Linked DNA regions of Mus musculus: all the other regions are linked to region 4. A link is a contact called in public ChIA-PET, HiChIP or PLAC-seq and promoter capture Hi-C data. All regions are on one chromosome and are shown on one strand. Each heading gives the region's core, a stretch centred on a gene start, on an enhancer-like site or on the middle of the called end of the contact. The rest is flanking DNA. Distances are from core to core; before and after follow the strand shown.

Region 1 (2,812 bases), core at 67-2,566, 230 kb before region 4:
CGTCCCCACCGCGATCCTGGCCTTCACTCACCATTCCCCTCAGTCAGAGAGTCTGATCTGCCTCACACCACTACCTATCTTAAGGACCAAGCACTAGGAAAGGGCATTTCCATTAGTATCAAGGCTCCTTAAACTTGTTCCTGGGGCTGTAATTGTTATAGCTAGAATAACACAGGTGTTAGGTCCCGTGTGCTGAATGACTTGGGTACCACATAACAAATGGACCACGTCAGCACCTAAATGGCACCCCAATCCCCAACCCCGGCAAGTAACAGAGGGTGGCAGATGATCAAGCAAGAAATGGTTTTTCCAGTAAAGGGTAACTAACTGGCCTCGGAGGAAAAGCGCACTGCAGCAGGATGAGCAAGCCCGTGCCAGCCGGAACTGCCAAGGCTGCCCCACGGTGGCAACCTGCTAGCCACCACCTGTCCAGCCACCTGCCTGAGGAAGCCCTTCCAACAAGGAGGGCTCACCTCGGCAAGAAACCATACGCAGTTTTCAAGAGGAACCAGAAAGGAAAAGCAAAGGGTGCAACTTTATTCTTAGGGAAAGACAACAAAAAGGCATGTGTCTCTCTGCACTGCAACCCGAGCGGCTGGAGTTCTCCACGGAGAGAGTTCTGAGCCCAGCGGGTGAGGAGTCCCGGCTTTCCCAAGGAGGGAGGAGGGTGAAAGGGAGGAAGAGAGGGAGGGAGAGAGGGAGAAGCGGCCACTACACGCGCATCCCTTCCCTTTCGGAACATAGGGGTGAGGACCCCGCAGCGGGCTGAGCAGTGGAGGGAGAGCCTGACGCAGGTGAGTACGGGAAGCTGCACCCGGTGCTCAGACCTACAGACCCCCCAGGCCTCGGGGAGCACGCGCCTGCGGCCCCCGCAGCGGTCCCCGCAGCGGCCCCAGCAGCACGCCGGGCCTCGGTCTCCTCAGCGGCGGCGCCCACCTGCGCCCAGTCCCCGCAGACCGGTCCCCGCGGCCCCGTCCTCGCGGCCCGGTCCCCGCGGTCCGTTAAGCCGCGGCGCGCTCGGCCCCGTAGCAGCGACCGCAGGACCTCGGGCCCGGCAGGGCCTGGGCGGCCGCTCGCACACGGTCACGGGCCTCGGCAGGGACCGCGGCGTGAGGGGCGCGCGCCCGGCCGACGCCGCGGGCTCACCTTCTGCCGGATCTGGCCCGACGTGGACACCTTACGGATAAGCTTCTGCGGGGAGCCCGGCTCAGCCTCGGGTTCACTGTCGGACGACTCCTCAGGCGGCGGCGGCGGAGGTGGCTGAGGAGGACCCGGCGGAGGGGCGCCCGCCGCCGCCGCCATGCTGCCCGGCCAGCGCGCGCGCCGCGGGGGGGCGGGGCGGGGCGGGGATGGGATGGGCCCAGCGCCTGGGGCGGAGCCTGGGCGGGGCGGGGCCTAGAGGCCGGCCGCCCCACCCCACCGCGCCCCCATAGGCAGTGGGCGCAGACGTAGGCTTGCCGGGCCCTTGCTGGGTTGTTTCGGCCTGACCCATCTCTTTCCTTCTGATGTCTTCTGTCGTTTTCTTCTTGGAACACAATTTCTAGTTTTTGTCTCTGAGTACACTGTTTTATCACTCATACCCGAGTGTAAGTGATCTCTAGGAGGCCGCTGGACTATGTTGGTGAAACAGTTTACAGAGTGCGTGAAAGTACACCCAGAGGGAGAACTTCTGTTAAGGCCACTGTTAAGGAAAGATGGAGAACCGGGGAACCGTGTTGTAGGCAGAGGCTAGATCTGTGCAAAGGCCCAGAGGCAAAAAGAAAAAAGAAAGGAAGGAAGGGATTTAGAGGGGCTTAGAGGGAGGAAAATGGGACTAGGACAGGAACTGGAGAGCTTTGGGATCGAGGCTCTGAGGACCAGATACGGGATTGGCCTTTTCTGCTGAGACCTGAGGGCAGCAAGAAACCCGGTTGGAGTTGGGGGAGTAAAGAGGTAGATAAGCTGAGCCTGGCTGGGTCACAAAGCGGAGGATCTATGAAGTATTAAGGCAAATAGGCACTCTGAATTACTGGCTGGGGCTGAGAGATAGAGAAGGGAACTGAGATTCAGAAGGGAGGGATGGGGTACTAGAGAGACATAGCAGAATGAACTCTGAGCCAAAGGAGGACCCTATGCAGTTAGAAAAGGAGTGGCTTCCGTTTGGAGTTTTGTTTTTTTGTTGTTTTGTTTTGTTTGGGCATATTGAGATGGAAAAGGACTTGGGGCCAACCAGGACAATGTGCTACCTTCCTGCTCTGCTCTGCTCTAAGAGGCAAGTCAGCAGAGGACCACCTTGGCTATCCCTTCACCCTTTCAGAGGCTGCTGCTGGAGACCCACCAATCAGCAAGCTTTGGGCCTCTGGACAACTGGACAACTCATTCTAGTGGCAATACAAGTCAGATACCACCAGGAACCACAGGAGGTTCCTAATCTGGCACAAAGATGAGGCCAGGATACTGACCTCCCAACCAGTACAGAGGATGACTTTTGTGAAAAAGATCTGAGATGCCTGGATGAACCAGGACACACTCCACCTATGCTGTAGCCACTGGCTACATACAAGTACTTATATTTAAATTCCTATTAACTAGTACCAGCCTAGGCTAAAGAATGACATTTAAGAAAAGAAAAGAGAAAAAGAAAAAGAAAAAGAACCAAGCTGGGCAGTGGTGGTGCACGCCTTTAATCCCAGCACTCAGGAGCCAAAGCCAGCAGATCTCTGAGTTCAAGGCCAGCCTGATCTACAGACTCAGTTCCAGGACAGCCAGGGCTACACAGAGGAGACCCTGTCTCAAAGAAAACAAAAACAACAAAATTTCAGTTCCTCAGTGA
Region 2 (2,700 bases), core at 130-2,629, 210 kb before region 4:
CAGGCCCACAGCTGTGTTCAGGGCCATTAGGATCTCATACTGCATGGTCAGCAGCAGCTTACAACGGATGTTTGACCCGGTTTGAGGAACCCTGCCCACCAGAGCCCTGGTTGCTGGATGTGTCTGGAACAGTGCTGGGCTCTTGCAGCCTTCTGAGTGGCTTCTACATTGAGACCAATGTGATTTAGTCGTAATGGGATGGTTTTGAGAAGGGCCTTGGAGATGAGAGAAAACAACTCAGGATGTGTCTGTGAGAACATTTCCAGAGAAGATTAGCCCAGAGGGAAGGCTGCCCTGGATACAAGAGCCACCATTGCAGAGGCTAGAAACCTGGCTGTCATCAAAGGGGGAGCAGGGGTATCCTGCTAATGCCTGCATTCCTTGTTTCCTGAGCTGTTCTGCTCTGCCACGCCCACCCTGCTGTGATCAATAGAAACTGTGAATGGAAACAGATATTTCTGTGACAGTTTGTTTTCTCAGATACGTGCCTGTGCCTAAACAATGAAAAAGCTAACATGATATGGCCCCATTTCTAGACTGCTCTGCCCACCCCCGACCCCCGGGAAATCCTAGAATGGTGTCCATTCTCCCGAGGATCATTTGGTCCAAAAAGCACACAGAGTTTTGAATGAGAAACAGGAAATGGTATAGAGATACACACACACACACACACACACACACACACACACACACACACACACACACATCTGGTGTAATCTTCCTGCAAATTCTGCTACAGTAAAGGCTATCATTCTAGCCCGAGGGCCCCCTTCCATGACAGTCAAGCTGGGGGGGAGACAGACAGACAGACAGAGAGAATGAAACATGCATGCAGACACACACACACACACGTGTGTGTGTGTGTGTGTGTGTGTATATATATATATATATATATATATGTATATATAGATATATGCATATATAGATATACGCATATATATATATAGATAGATATAGATATATATATATACACACACATACATATCATAGCCCTAGCCTGGGCTAATAGCTCATTTAGTCATCTTCTGGGGGCAGGACGAGCATCTCATTCCTGTCAACACATTCCAAGGATACACAGAGCCCTTCTTGTTCCCATAGTGACCTTACTCTCTAGATTTCTCTCCTCCGGTCCCTTGTTTATAAAGACTGTTCTCCCAGCCTAAGAGATGGACCCAGAGGCAAAATAAACACATAGCCTAGCCTGCCTTGCTTCATAGCTCTTGATGGGAGAAAGGGGGAAGAAAGCAAAGGCTTTCTTTTCAGAAAAGGCAAAGTTCCCTCTTCAGAAGAGGAAGCTGACAAAGCGGGCTGCCGCCCAGGAAGTGGAAAGACACCTGCTACTTACTGTGTTTCCTCCGAGGCTACAGGCTTGACGTAATAGTCACTTGAGTAGAGAACCACATTGGCTATCTGTTCCACTGCAAAGGGAAGACAGGAGGGGGTGGTCAGGGCAGCCCCTCGTGCCTTCAAGGAGACACACAGGACCATTTGACTCTGGCTTTCTCAGCCCTCGGCTTCAAGCTGCAATTTTTCAAGGTCTGGTTGCAGGCCATTTCTGTATACCAGTGACTCACTCTGCGTTACCAAAACACCGGGCTCTGAGATTCGGCTCCAGGAAGCACCCTTCTCTCCTCCAAACCCATAATCTCTTAAAATCAAGCTTGAGGATTAAGAGAAACAATTTCAAGTTCCCATCACAGTACCCAACTTATAGAAAACTACTAATGTTTTGTTTCAGAAAATTTCACCGTTTCAAGGTCATTGGTATTATTTTCCAATATATTTTGAGAAATATTTTTTTTTTATTTTGAAAAAGGCTTTCCTGTGTAACCCAAGCTGGCCTAGAACTCACAACTCTGCCTCAGGCTCCCAAGTGCTAGGTTACAAGTATGCACCAACACACTTTGCTGAGAAGTAAATTGTTTTTAAATTTTATTTATTTATTTTATGTATATGAGTACACTGTAGTTGTACAGATGGTTGTGAGCCATCATGTGGTTGCTGGGAATTGAATTCAGGACCTCTGCTCACTCTGGCCCCACTCATTCCAGCCCAAAGATTTATTTATTACTATAAATAAGTACACTGTAGCTGTCTTCAGAAATACCAGAAGAGGGCATCTGGTCTCATTAGAAATGGTTATGAGTCACCATGTGGTTGCTGGTATTTGAACTCAGGATCTCTAGAAGAGTAGCCAGTGCTCTTAACCACTGAGCCATCTCTCCAGCCCCGAGAAGTAATTTCAAATACAAGTATGCAATGATACATGATCAATTTTGCAGCTGTTTCTGAAAGTTTGCTTCTGTTCTTTCAAAATTGAAATTACAACCCCAGGGTGACATTATTTTTAAAATTTGCATCACTGGAGGAGGCCACGAACATGTCAAGGACTTGTTGGGAGGTCAGAGGACAACTTGTGGGAAAGTCATTCTCTCCTTCCCCTACATGAGTTCCAGAGATCAAAGTCATGGCACCAGGCTGGGAAGCTGGCATTTTTGCCAGCTCATCCCAGTAGCCCAAGTGAGCATTCACTGTGAAGAGAAGGGCTTTCTGGGAAGTGATGGAGTTGTGGGGACAGCACACTCATGAGTGGATTCCGTGGCCTTAACAAGGAGGTTCCAGGAGCTTGTTGGATGAGCTGCTTGTCAGATGAATCTGCCAATGCCCTGATCCTGAACTTTCCTGTGTGCTGTCAGCTGG
Region 3 (2,808 bases), core at 217-2,716, 170 kb after region 4:
AGGCGGGAGTGGGAAGGCTGGCACAGCGGCAGGAACTCAGTAGTCATCCAGAGTCTCAATCTCACCCATGTTCAGTCGCTCTGACGAGGCGTTGACTGAAAACCCTACAAGAGACAAAATAAGTTTATGAGCGACTGTTCTGACTGCCAAGTGGTTCAATTTCAAGCAGCTGGCTGGAATTTAAGTCTCTTATGCTTAAGATTTACACTAAACTGGGTACAGAAGAAAGACAAGAAGAAAGATGCAAGCATACCTATGCAGAAAAGGATCTCTGGTCAGTCAGACTGGAATGGAATCAGCTTAGGAGAGGCATAACCGACAGTAATCACAAGCACTGTGACATTAGAATACCTAACGCTACTGGTCACATGAAGGGACTTTTACAATAAAATCCATAACCACAAGTTGATTAGAATTTTAGTGATGGGCCTCTTGAGAGGGAGCAGCTCCAAGAAAGCTCCCCAGTTCCTCAGCCCTGGATGAATCCTCAACTGTTTCAGCTGTTATTTGGACGCCAAAAGCAAACAGTCAACGCCCTCCACTCTGCTGCGGTTGCTGGTACTGGGTGGGTTTTTCACACCTTCATTTTGTACCTCAATGTTTAAATTTTCAAATAAATACGCATTTGAAATGTTCTAATAACAAATAAAGTCTTGCATAATAAGATGGCTTAATTAACAGGATCAAAAATAAGATTTAAAAAAATAAAGAAGCCTGTTTACTAACTAAGAAGCTATGGAGAAAGCTGCTGTGTGACAAGGCACACACACGGAGAAGTGAGTACACCAAACTCCATACACAGGCCCAACCAGAAACTCCACCCACAACCCACCTGAGAACCCGTTTTTCCCTTGGAAATACTGAAGGCTTAGTGTTTGTATCTGTCAGGTGATGGTTTTACTTGGTAAGTCTAAAAACCTAAAGCCCAGCAGTCTATGAAATGAGCTATTGCCTTTATTATTCTGAAGCAGGTTTGATTTCAGTTCAAAAACAAATTAAGTGAGATAGAAACAACAAGTTGCATAGCACAGAAGAAATGTAATTTAAAAATCAACTAATATTAATCAAGATAGGAAAAGAGAAAGCTATTGAGAAATAAAGATTATTTGATGTTTTAATGTGCTGATTACAAGGTGAGGCTTTTTAGCAGACATGCTCTGACTTAACTGATTTAGGAGCTCAGTCAGGCATAAACTTAGCCTTCCAACTTCAAAAAGCAACAGCCTGTGAGTGCCATGAAAGGCAGGGCATCACAAAAGGGGATTTCCTCACTCTGCTGCTCCACAGACCACTTTCTACTAGGTCTACAACACTCACCTTCATGCTTCCTTTTAGGATTATGACAATGTCTTTGTGTTTCTACAAAGGGGAGTCTGACTGAGAGGAAGCTATATATTTTATCACCCCCAAATGGTTTACACGGGCCCCCTGGGAACCCTTACAATCAGTATGACCAGAGAAGAGTGAAGGGCGCCTAGAAGTGAAGTGAGGCTGGGGCGCCCTCTGCTGGTTCCTTTGCAGTCTGCTCTCTGTGGTCACTTTAGATCAAATTGGAACCTATTTTTCCAGTATGTGCATGGAAAAAAATTCTCAACCTATAAATTTGCAGGGAATACACCCATTGGAAAGTAATATATGAAAATGAATAAGCAGAAAAACTGAAAGAAAATTAAAAACTTTCAGAGGCATTTCCAGAAAGAGGGGTAAGTAGGCAGTGACTTGGCTTCAGTGGGAAGCTCTGCTCCTGCGCTGACTGCCCTTCCAAGCCTGAGAGAACTGACCCACCTCCCATGTCCTGAGAGATGCTGACATCCCTGCTGGGGTCTCTGGCAGAAGACCAAGACCACACTGCAAGGACAAACATCCGTGGAGCAGCCTCTCACACCTGTAAGCTACATCACAAGGGCTTCTCAGCTGCAAGTAGTTAGAAATCTGCTCAGCTCTGTCTGAATTTTATAGTTTCTGACCCATGTTTAATATTAACACTCCAGAGAAGAAGAAAATCGACTATGACAGCCAAGTTTCCATTAACTTCATGTTCAAAAGCAGTGAAGGATTTCATTTATCACTATTTATTTATTTATTTATTTATTTATTTATTTATTTATTTATTTATTTATTTATTTATGGGTTTGTTGGGCCAATTTAAGATACAAAGCAACTTACATTCATTACTTATGAAATACTGTTCCCTACCATCCCTGGAGTCATTTAAAGCCCTAATTTAGGCATCTGCTTTTTTTAGGAAGCTGCTGCATATGAGGACAACAGCTCTCAGTACTAGATATGGAGGCATCTACCACAGAAGAGTGGAGAAGGCCTGCAGCTCACTGGCCAAGACAAGTGGGTGTCCTGGCAGTGCAGTTGCCCAGGACCTACAGAAAGTGGACGTAACAAGCACTGCTTAGTTGAACATCTGCTTCCAGCAGAAATAAGCACCTGAACTTCTCAACTAGCTCTACTGTTGTTGTCCACTTTCGTTATTTTTGCATGAAATTCTAAGTAAGGCTTTAAAGTTTGAAGGACCAGAATCATACTGCTAGTTTGTCTATACTAGCACATGGGCAAATCTCCTACACTTACACACCCAGGAAATATTGCCTATTCTTAAAACCAGATAGTAAAATGAATCTTTACATGAAGACTGCAGCGATGTATCTGGTTACTGTCAGCACCCAAAACCTTCCTCTCACCCCACCTGAGAGTCCAGGCCTAGTCTTACCTAATAAACTGGGATCTGCTCGAACCATCTTCTGCTTTTTCTTCTTCTTGCCACTTTGCACAGCCTCAAAATTTGATTGTTGGTTG
Region 4 (2,700 bases), core at 102-2,601:
GCCTAGCACAGCAGGTCCCAACATGAGTCAGAGCTCAGAACAGTCTGTGGTCAGTCACCCACTTCCCTCCTGCATGAAGATTGGGGGGGGGGCAGCTAGCTGCTCTGAAAGATCTTTCTCTCAGTCCAGGGACAATCTATCAGATGGTACCTGTGCTGTTCAAGTAGGCACACCCTTCCTGACAGTGTTCCTGCCCTGCTCCAGCCTGAAGCCTGGACAGGGTCTGACCACAGGACTATAGGGGTGGCGGCCTTCCTCAGAAGACGCTAGACGGACGGAGTGTTAAAAAGGAACCTTCAGCAAGTGGCTGTTTCCTCTGTTGTTAGGATAACCAGCATATTCAGCAACATCTTCACACTGGGCTGTGGGGGGGTACCAACGGGGGCAGAGACCTGGATAGGGAGGGACATAGCTGAGTGCAAGGAGGGACAGAGACCTACTCAGAGAGCAGCTCTGTGGCTTCCTGTGTCCTTGCAGCCTAGAGTAAAATGTGTACACGAGGAATCCTATCCTGATTAAATGCACCCCGGACTCAGCTCCCCAAATAGAATTAGCTCTAAGACCACATACTAGCAGGGTGGAGGAGGGGACCCTTTTGCCAAGGTTGCCCTTCACTGAGTCCCTGACTGACGCTTGAGCTGACCAAAATGCATTCCAATACACCCTCCACCAGAGAGGCCTGAGTTTCTTCCTGACTCTGTCCCTGCTCCTGCCACAGGAACTCACGGAGACCCCTGGCACCACAGGTCATGGAGGGCTGCAGTATAGGGGAGGCCCAGAGTCACTCAGAGAGCCCTAGCACCACACAAGCCTGTCATGACACAGGCTCCCTGAACTCGAACGCCAAGGTCCAAAGTGGGCCTCAGATGCTGCCCCCCCTTCTCCCCTCCCCACAGGGCAACGAAGTGCCAGTCACGTCCCACCATCCTATGACATAAACCTAACTCAAACTCCCATTACAGGGGTTCCCCCTTTGGATCCACACCTCAGTGGTCCCTGGATCTGACAGTTGGGAGGAGACGGGTACTCACAGCACGCAGAGTGCGTAGGCCCGGGGGATGGACTCGCTGGCACGCACAAGGAAGCTCCCGTCCTTGCCGGCTCTGGAAAGTAGCTCCTCTGCCTTGGAGCGGGTGATGTTGCCATGGTTCCACCCAGGGACCATGGCAGGCATGGGTCTCCTGGACTGGGTCAGCAGCCACTCCCAGGACGGACACTCCAGCAAAGTAGTTCAGGGCCCTCTCTAGGCTGAGACCTGCCGCCTGTTGCCTCTCAGAAATTGCCTCTGCTGCTCCTACCAGCTTAACTGACTGACTTCCTGTTTCAGGCACTCAGCGAGGGAGAGGAAACTGAGCTGCACAGAACTTCCTCATTATAGAAACCAAGTGGGGGGGGGGCATCATCTACCTTCCCACCCAGCCAGCACTGGCTGCCTGCTCCACCCTCTCACTCACTGGCTCTCTATTTCCCCTGAATGGGACCTAACCTCCAGAAGCGTCCATTATCAGCCGAAGTTCCACACGAGGGACGCAAGGGCTCTTTTAGCGTCAGGTTTCATGGCTGACTTCTCAAGCCTGGCCCAACATTTGTGAATAGGCCAAAGGCATGGCTCTCAGAAACCTTTGCTGATGTCCACAAGGGTGGTCACAGTTTTCCCCAGCGCCACCCAGCATACTTGTGATGGTGAGCTTTAACTGTCAACTTGACACAACATAGGATTGCCCAGGAAGAGAATCTCCATGAGGGAACGTCTGCATTGGGCTAGCCTGTGGATACATCTGTAGGGGTTGTTTTAATGAAGCTAGTTGATGTCAGAAGACCCAGCCCACTGTGAGCAACACTATTCCCTAGCTAAAACAGTCTGGTTTGGCCCCTCTGGACCTCTGCTGGGCACCTGGGGCTCACGGAAGGGCTTACATGTCCCTATGGTGCAAGCTGGCCACTTTGGTGATATATGTTACCGCGTTCTGCACTGCAGAAGCCCAAATGGCCAGTCAGGCTATTCCCTCTGTGGCTAGACATGGCTATGTTTGCTCACCCCTTAAAGGTCACCGTTCAGTACTAGCTGAGTTCTGCAGGTACTAAGGTAGCCACTGTCCCTTTGATCCCAGAGCTGGGTGACCTTGTTCCTCAGGCCAGGCCCACCAAGGGAAGTGCTGGCTTACGGCAGAAGTGGTGATTGTTCACTCCTTCATCTGAACCTTGTCACGTTAGATGTGACAACAGACCTAAGCCAGGCACCCCCCTACACACACATGCACGCACATACTGGAGCTTGGTTGAGCTTATCGCTCTCAGCCTCAGTTTTCTTTAGACTGCAGGGTGTAATTCAGAAAGGAGCTCTGGTGTGTGGAGGACATGGGAGCTGTGTTGATGTCATCCATGGCAGGAGCTTGGGGCCTGCAGGGCACAGCTGGTGGGAAATCTGAGAGTGGGTAGAGTACTCCAGCCAGGTCCTGAGCCAGAGGGAGGGGACATGGTCTCGACAAGAGCTCACGTCTACATTCTGATTTTGCCACCTGGAGGCTGAAGATGTTAACTCTAACTCTACAAGGGACCCTTCATGGAGTCCTCTCAAGTTCACAGTACCCCATGCAGCCCTCCTTAGGAAATCTCTGTCTAACACATTGTCTTAGTCAGGGTTTCTATTCCTGCACAAACATCATGACCAAGAAGCAAGTTGGGGAGGAAAGGGTTTAT
Region 5 (2,700 bases), core at 73-2,572, 240 kb after region 4:
CAGGGGCTAGAGAGGAGACAACACTCCCACCCAACTTCTGTGATTCTCTAGGTCACACCATGCAGCCCATTTTGGTCTGGAACTCATGATTCTTCTGTCTTGGCCTCCCAAGTGTTAGGATCACAGGAACACGCAACCCTGTACCACTCATGAAAGGAACGCGGTGTGCTTTGTTTTGTTTGGAGTACTGAGGGCTGAACCTCCCTAGAGAGCTACCAATGGGTTAGAATCCTAGCCATTTTTTTCCATTTTTATTTTGAGTTCAGAAGTTTGCTAAATTGTGCAGGATAGCCAGTACTCCAGAATCTCCTTCCTCAGCCTGTCAAATAACTGGCACACAGGCAAGTCCTATAGAATACCACTAGGGTGAGTTTTATAGACCAGCAAATGCTTAATTACATTACAATCTCAACACTTTAGTTACCTTTCTTCCCAGCTCTGTGATCTATGCATTTCCCTGCCACCTCCTCGCCCAAACACACCCTCTACTTCATCAAAACTTCTTTGGTAGAAACCACATTCACCTCTACCTCTGCCTGAAAATAAGAAAACAGGGGGAGGGGAAATAGTTAGAAACCAACATCCAACAAGTATGTTCAACACTGAAGGTTAATCTCTATGAAGTTCTATCTCTCTGTACACTTCAAGACGGCCACATTTAAGTATTTAGCAAGACATAATGGCTCTGATAGAACTGAACTGGGGTATGAAAAAAATAAACCAACCACTCGTGAAGGAATCCCAGTCCTGAACAATACACAGCACCAACAGGAAACTCATCAGTGACGAGGTCCACAGTGGCGTCTACCAAGGCTAGTACACCATTATAAATTGAATGTTTTCATGGATTGTTTTCAATAACTACTGGGGAAATCTTACTATGGGGAACTTCTAGAGAGAAACTCTAGTAGGAAGTGTCAATCACGATAAAATTCCTTTATCCAATTCCAGAAAAAAGATAGCAGAAGTGAACTGAACAACTGTAGGACTGCGAACTATATTCTTACAGGATAAAAAGAATCCTTCACTGAGGTAAGGAAAATTAGCAACACTAAAGTCATTCCGCAGAGTAGTTGGAGTATAGGGACTTAAAAGCTTTGCAAATCAAATGTTAGCAGGCTTCTAATGAAGGCCATCTGGTTAACTATCAACCTGTGACTCTGCTCAGAATCTATCCCAGTAGAAACATTTTTACAGAGTCAAGTGGGGTGGAACATGCCTATAATCTCAGCATTTGGGGCTGAAACAGAGAACTGACAGCTCAAAGCCAGCTTGTGTTACATCAAGAATGACTCAAAAAGCCTAAGAAAGATGAAAAGGACCGAAAGGGAAAGAAGAAAAAAAGAACAAAAGGGAAGGAGAGGGAGGCACTCACAAGTATGTAAACCATCATGCAATGCATACAGTTTCAACCAGTGATAAGACTTACTATAACCACTCACTGTTCAACCACATTATAATGGAGTTGAAAACTCTGAAGTAACTAGAGACTTATTTGTGATGGTGCTGGTCTAAAGAAATCTACTGAACTGCCAGTCACTTAAAAACATGGCATATTTGCCAGCATGTAGTACACAGTATGTGATTGTGACAATGAAAAGTTATTTATTTGAGGATATATTATATTTTCAAGTGTACTTATTTTAAATTTACTATAAAACAATATCCCATTTATACCACAAGCAACAGCATATATCTTGTAATCATTGTCTTTTAACTGTATCTGGAGGCCAAACCAAGTAAATAACCTAAACCATATAAGCCTGTGTAAATTATAATGTTCATATATCAATGAAAATAAAATAACCTAATGAGGCTCGCGTCTTGTTAAATAAGGCATGACACATATTTGTATGAAAACGAACACTTGAATTTCAAAACACTAGAAACAACCTAATAATAGTTGGCTAAATAAATTCTGATGAAACATCCCAGAACAATACAAATCCACATAACTAAGGCACTAATGTTAACTCAGACCTGTGCTACTGAATGACAAAAGCATACTCAAGTGGGGGGGGGGGGTGATATTGTGATGTTGTCCATACTGCTGCACAGCTAAGAGTGACTGAGACACATGCAGATATGTATGTAGCACGCACTTTCAGCTTTGGACATTCTGTAGTTTACTCAATGAACATGTGAACAGTACTGACACAAATGAAGAAACTAGAGGAGGCATGGGAGTTTGGGGTGCATTTATAACAAAAAATACCTTAGCAGCTATCCCAAACTTAACTTCTCCCATAGATCAAAATGATCAGAAGAAAATGATAAAGCTTTATTTTGTGTATGGTGCTAGGTACCAAACAGAGCACAATGCAAATGCTAGGCAAAAGCTCTACCACAAAAAATACACCTCTAACCCGAAAATAATATATTCTGAATGAAACATCCAATGAAGCAAGTGAATTCAAGTACCCATGCACTTCATCATAACCTATCAGGAACTGACTCAGATTACAGGAATACTTCCATGACTCTTACAAAATACTGAAAAAAATTATATAATATATATTAGGATATTCTCTTGACTAGACTAGTATCCACTTTGTCTATAAAATAAAAGTGAAAACTACAGTTTAACTCTAACAATCACAAAGTTATCTTCCAGGTTCATTACTTTTAAGTCAACCTAAAGTCAACTTACAGTTTAAGTAGCTTTCTCCCTCTGCCCTACATTCAGAATATGTATACATT
Region 6 (2,700 bases), core at 112-2,611, 200 kb after region 4:
GTACTTAGTCAATAAAATGATTGTCTGGCTCTTTCTTCAGCAACTAAAGACCCTGAAAACCTAATTAGATGCCATTCTCTGGAATCTAGAATTAAAAGGCAAGCTACAATGAGATGGACAGTGGCACACACGTCACTAGTAGGCTACTCAAGAATCACAGAAGCCTTGAGTTCTCACTCTAACAGGTGAGACTTGAAGCAGATTCTATGTCAGGTTCTTTTGATGCTGCAGTGCATCCTACTGCATCACTCTCTTACTGGATTAAGAACTGCTGGTACTGGAGGTGCTGCATCTGGTATAAGGCAGTGAGTTCCTGCTGTCTGGTCAGGCGTTCCTGGTCCAATTCTCCCTGAGGGAAAAGAGGTACAAGAAGAAGCACCATGAGATAGACAGCAATGAGCATACATAGCATCGAGTATACACACCTACACACATGCACACGCACACACATAGCACACCACACGCAAGACCTTTGCTTCCTACTCCAAACTTGTGCCCTTCAAACCCTTAACTAAAAACCCCATTACCTTAAAAAACCAAGCAATGCCACCTAGTGGTATGAGGTGGCATTACCAACATAAGTCACAAGCAGTCCTTACTCAGCACTGTCATCCACTACTTCAAACTGAAAGCTGAACTGTGATCTACCAATCTGTTACTGTAATTGAGAAATTACCCAGCACTCTAAATCTTGGTGGCTTGTTTTAAAGATCACATAAAAATCACAGAAACAGGACAACATGAAAAAGAGTAAAGTGACCTAACAGCTGATAGGATGAGAACTCCTCCCTCAAATTAGGGATTTCTAACGCTAGTTATACACTGGAAGGTGGAAACACAGGCTAATAGTATTTTCATTGTATTTCAAAATAATTCAAAGAAGATGGCTGAAATTTTAGTTTTGTAAAGTTAAAATAGAGGCAAAGAAAATATAAGGTTTATAGTAATAAAAATAAAAACCTAAGATAACAGACTAACCCCTAGGCAAACCATATATGAACTTGTATTTTTCTGGCTTACTGATTATAGCTTGGAATAAAGCATCTGACATACAATGGGTTAGGGCAGGAAGAATCCTAAATTCAGAGATATCAGGAGTAAGGTCTAGTCAACACTTCACACGAGTAGCTGGGTTTTAAGAGTTCTGCTTGTGAAAGTCAGCTCTCTTATCAGTGCTTTGAGGAAGGAGGTAGCAGGTAACAAGCAACCTGAGCTTCCCAAAAGTTTCCCCTTGAAGGGTACAGACCGAGGCTTAGGTACAGCTTCAACTAAAGAGATGCAGACTGTGACTGGAGAAAACAAGGGGTGAGAACATGCCAAAAACCAAGCGAGCAGCTTTTAGCTCCTGACACATCAAAGTCACATTTCAACTTTAAGACAGGAAATAAGGCTCAAACTTGTCAGGTAAATTCAAGTAATGATTCACTATAATTGTTCTTGTGATTGAAAAGAAACAATTCTCAAAAATAATGTATGAATCATGGAAGAGAAAGTATGATGGCCAGCAAGCCAGTGAGTCTCATCCTTTAATAACAGAGGATACAGCACATTCACTGCCACCTATCAAACAATTACCGTGAAAATAACACTGGTAGCCTCAGTATAGCTGTGTAAGTCAACATCAGGTTACTGCAGAAATCCAGTATTCATGGTAAATTAAATAGTATCACTTTTATCAATGGACAACCACTACTTGCTTCAATTTAATAAAAACATAGACAGACACACACATAGCAACCTCTACTAGCAACTCAACTGAGAAAGGCCAGCCTCAAGAGAAAATTTTCCCAGCCAAAGGATTAGGCCTTCAAAATATCCTAACACAGTAAGTGGCACTTATATTTGGATAAGCCTCAAGTTCAAGAAATTTTATGAGCCAGAAAATAAGAAGGAGATAGAGGTGAGAGGAAAAGTGTACATTCTAAGTAAAAGTAATAAGAACTTTTCAGAGGCCAGCCATTTTGAAACACAGAAGATAAAAGCTTTGACATGAGCTATGAAAGGGAGAGAGTCAGACCATAAAGGACCTACAGGTTAGGTCAGGATAAGATATTGGTCTCATTCTTTATTGGTTAGAAAACCACCGACAGATTTTATACAGTATATATAGATGAATGCACAGTAAGTTCTGAAAAGGTCATTAGTGTTCAGTATACAATTCTCCCATTCAAAAATGCCCATTATCATTTCAATTTACTTCTATGAAACTACCAGGTTGGGTATGGTAGTTCATGCCTATGATCCCAGCAACTTAGGTAGGAGCAAGAGAACCACCACAAGTTTGAGGTCAACCTGGTCTGCAGAGCAAGTTCCAGGCCAAAACCCTGTATCAAAGAAAAAGAAAGAGAAACTACCATTCTTTCTTCCTTCACTGCAACCCTGGTTGTCATTCAAAGAGAAACAAGTACTCCTGTGTCTACTGTGAATCTCAGGCAAGTGGGAAGATACTCACCATATGAGGAGGGGGAGCTGGGCCTGGAGAGAAAGGAACCCTTCCCCACATTTTCATGATATCACCAAGGGGCTGGAAGCTTTCATCACATGCTCTCTTCACCAGCAAAGACATAGTAAAATAGCCCGCCTGAAACCACTCGGCCATCTCCTGATTGTTAAAGGGACCTAAACACAAGGGGAGTGAGAATGCTGTCAGGCTCAAAAATAAGTATATTCCCTGAGTCTCATGTTCATTCAAAATTTTAT

What was found. ChIA-PET counts read pairs in DNA pulled down with a chosen protein or histone mark. HiChIP or PLAC-seq counts read pairs in DNA pulled down with a chosen protein or histone mark. Capture Hi-C pulls out chosen DNA fragments and counts their contacts.
Region 1: a promoter capture Hi-C map of liver shows a contact between it and region 4. The contact joins the promoter of Dgkd here to the promoter of Inpp5d in region 4. A contact is called at or near these places in 2 of 39 promoter capture datasets (liver and pre-B cells), 5 of 484 Hi-C or Micro-C datasets (B cells, CD4 T cells, CD8 T cells and 2 more), 9 of 115 datasets of contacts at active chromatin or transcription factors (the 230-238 cell line, double positive thymocytes, effector CD8 T cells and 6 more) and 3 of 9 other capture datasets (adipose tissue, liver and macrophages).
Region 2: a contact with region 4 is called in an RNA polymerase II ChIA-PET map of memory CD8 T cells, with 98 read pairs. The contact joins the enhancer-like site here to the promoter of Inpp5d in region 4. A contact is called at or near these places in 1 of 484 Hi-C or Micro-C datasets (centroblasts), 8 of 115 datasets of contacts at active chromatin or transcription factors (CD8 T cells, the HPC-7 cell line, bone marrow-derived macrophages and 5 more) and 3 of 9 other capture datasets (adipose tissue, embryonic stem cells and liver).
Region 3: an H3K27ac HiChIP or PLAC-seq map of thymic regulatory T cells shows a contact between it and region 4, with 5 times the contacts expected there. The contact joins the enhancer-like site here to the promoter of Inpp5d in region 4. A contact is called at or near these places in 1 of 39 promoter capture datasets (macrophages), 2 of 15 datasets of contacts at CTCF or cohesin (CD8 T cells and the NIH/3T3 cell line), 19 of 484 Hi-C or Micro-C datasets (the AtT-20 cell line, the C2C12 cell line, CD8 T cells and 13 more), 18 of 115 datasets of contacts at active chromatin or transcription factors (the 230-238 cell line, CD8 T cells, the HPC-7 cell line and 15 more) and 5 of 9 other capture datasets (adipose tissue, embryonic stem cells, liver and 2 more).
Region 5: a contact with region 4 is called in an RNA polymerase II ChIA-PET map of memory CD8 T cells, with 104 read pairs. The contact joins the enhancer-like site here to the promoter of Inpp5d in region 4. A contact is called at or near these places in 2 of 39 promoter capture datasets (embryonic stem cells and neural stem cells), 1 of 484 Hi-C or Micro-C datasets (Th1 cells), 6 of 115 datasets of contacts at active chromatin or transcription factors (CD8 T cells, bone marrow-derived dendritic cells, extraembryonic endoderm stem cells and 3 more) and 1 of 9 other capture datasets (adipose tissue).
Region 6: an RNA polymerase II ChIA-PET map of memory CD8 T cells shows a contact between it and region 4, with 58 read pairs. The contact joins the enhancer-like site here to the promoter of Inpp5d in region 4. A contact is called at or near these places in 6 of 115 datasets of contacts at active chromatin or transcription factors (the 230-238 cell line, CD8 T cells, acute myeloid leukemia and 3 more) and 3 of 9 other capture datasets (adipose tissue, embryonic stem cells and pancreatic islet).

What each region holds. Positions count from the first base shown.
Region 1 is chr1:87,851,791-87,854,602 of GRCm38.p6, reverse strand. It overlaps Dgkd (diacylglycerol kinase, delta), which reads right to left and starts at 1,316. Exons shown (of 30, transcript NM_177646.3): 1 at 1,147-1,316. The coding sequence starts at 1,302. It overlaps Gm19582 (predicted gene, 19582), which reads left to right and starts at 304. Exons shown (of 2, transcript NR_136921.1): 1 at 304-632; 2 at 745-1,256.
Region 2 is chr1:87,827,115-87,829,814 of GRCm38.p6, reverse strand. Sag (S-antigen, retina and pineal gland (arrestin)) reads right to left here. Exons shown (of 16, transcript NM_009118.2): 10 at 1,346-1,418. Among named protein-coding and RNA genes, the nearest start is that of Sag, 25 kb to the right of the region's middle. Within about 2 kb of position 1,379, at least 155 of the 459 cell types and tissues checked have an H3K27ac peak or open chromatin away from gene starts, as enhancers often do. A contact at or near this core is called in CD8 T cells, the HPC-7 cell line, adipose tissue and 7 more, where this site is marked.
Region 3 is chr1:87,446,374-87,449,181 of GRCm38.p6, reverse strand. It overlaps Gigyf2 (GRB10 interacting GYF protein 2), which reads right to left. Exons shown (of 29, transcript NM_146112.4): 28 at 2,723-2,808; 29 at 1-104. The coding sequence ends at 37. Among named protein-coding and RNA genes, the nearest start is that of Snorc, 22 kb to the left of the region's middle. Within about 2 kb of position 1,466, at least 7 of the 459 cell types and tissues checked have an H3K27ac peak or open chromatin away from gene starts, as enhancers often do. A contact at or near this core is called in regulatory T cell precursor and thymic regulatory T cells, where this site is marked.
Region 4 is chr1:87,618,963-87,621,662 of GRCm38.p6, reverse strand. Inpp5d (inositol polyphosphate-5-phosphatase D) reads right to left here and starts at 1,351. Exons shown (of 27, transcript NM_010566.3): 1 at 1,032-1,351. The coding sequence starts at 1,174.
Region 5 is chr1:87,376,808-87,379,507 of GRCm38.p6, reverse strand. It overlaps Gigyf2 (GRB10 interacting GYF protein 2), which reads right to left. Exons shown (of 29, transcript NM_146112.4): 7 at 425-536. Among named protein-coding and RNA genes, the nearest start is that of Kcnj13, 17 kb to the left of the region's middle. Within about 2 kb of position 1,322, at least 15 of the 459 cell types and tissues checked have an H3K27ac peak or open chromatin away from gene starts, as enhancers often do. A contact at or near this core is called in CD8 T cells, Th1 cells, memory CD8 T cells and 1 more, where this site is marked.
Region 6 is chr1:87,416,737-87,419,436 of GRCm38.p6, reverse strand. Gigyf2 (GRB10 interacting GYF protein 2) reads right to left here. Exons shown (of 29, transcript NM_146112.4): 15 at 2,453-2,619; 16 at 258-349. Among named protein-coding and RNA genes, the nearest start is that of Kcnj13, 23 kb to the right of the region's middle. Within about 2 kb of position 1,361, at least 7 of the 459 cell types and tissues checked have an H3K27ac peak or open chromatin away from gene starts, as enhancers often do. A contact at or near this core is called in CD8 T cells and memory CD8 T cells, where this site is marked.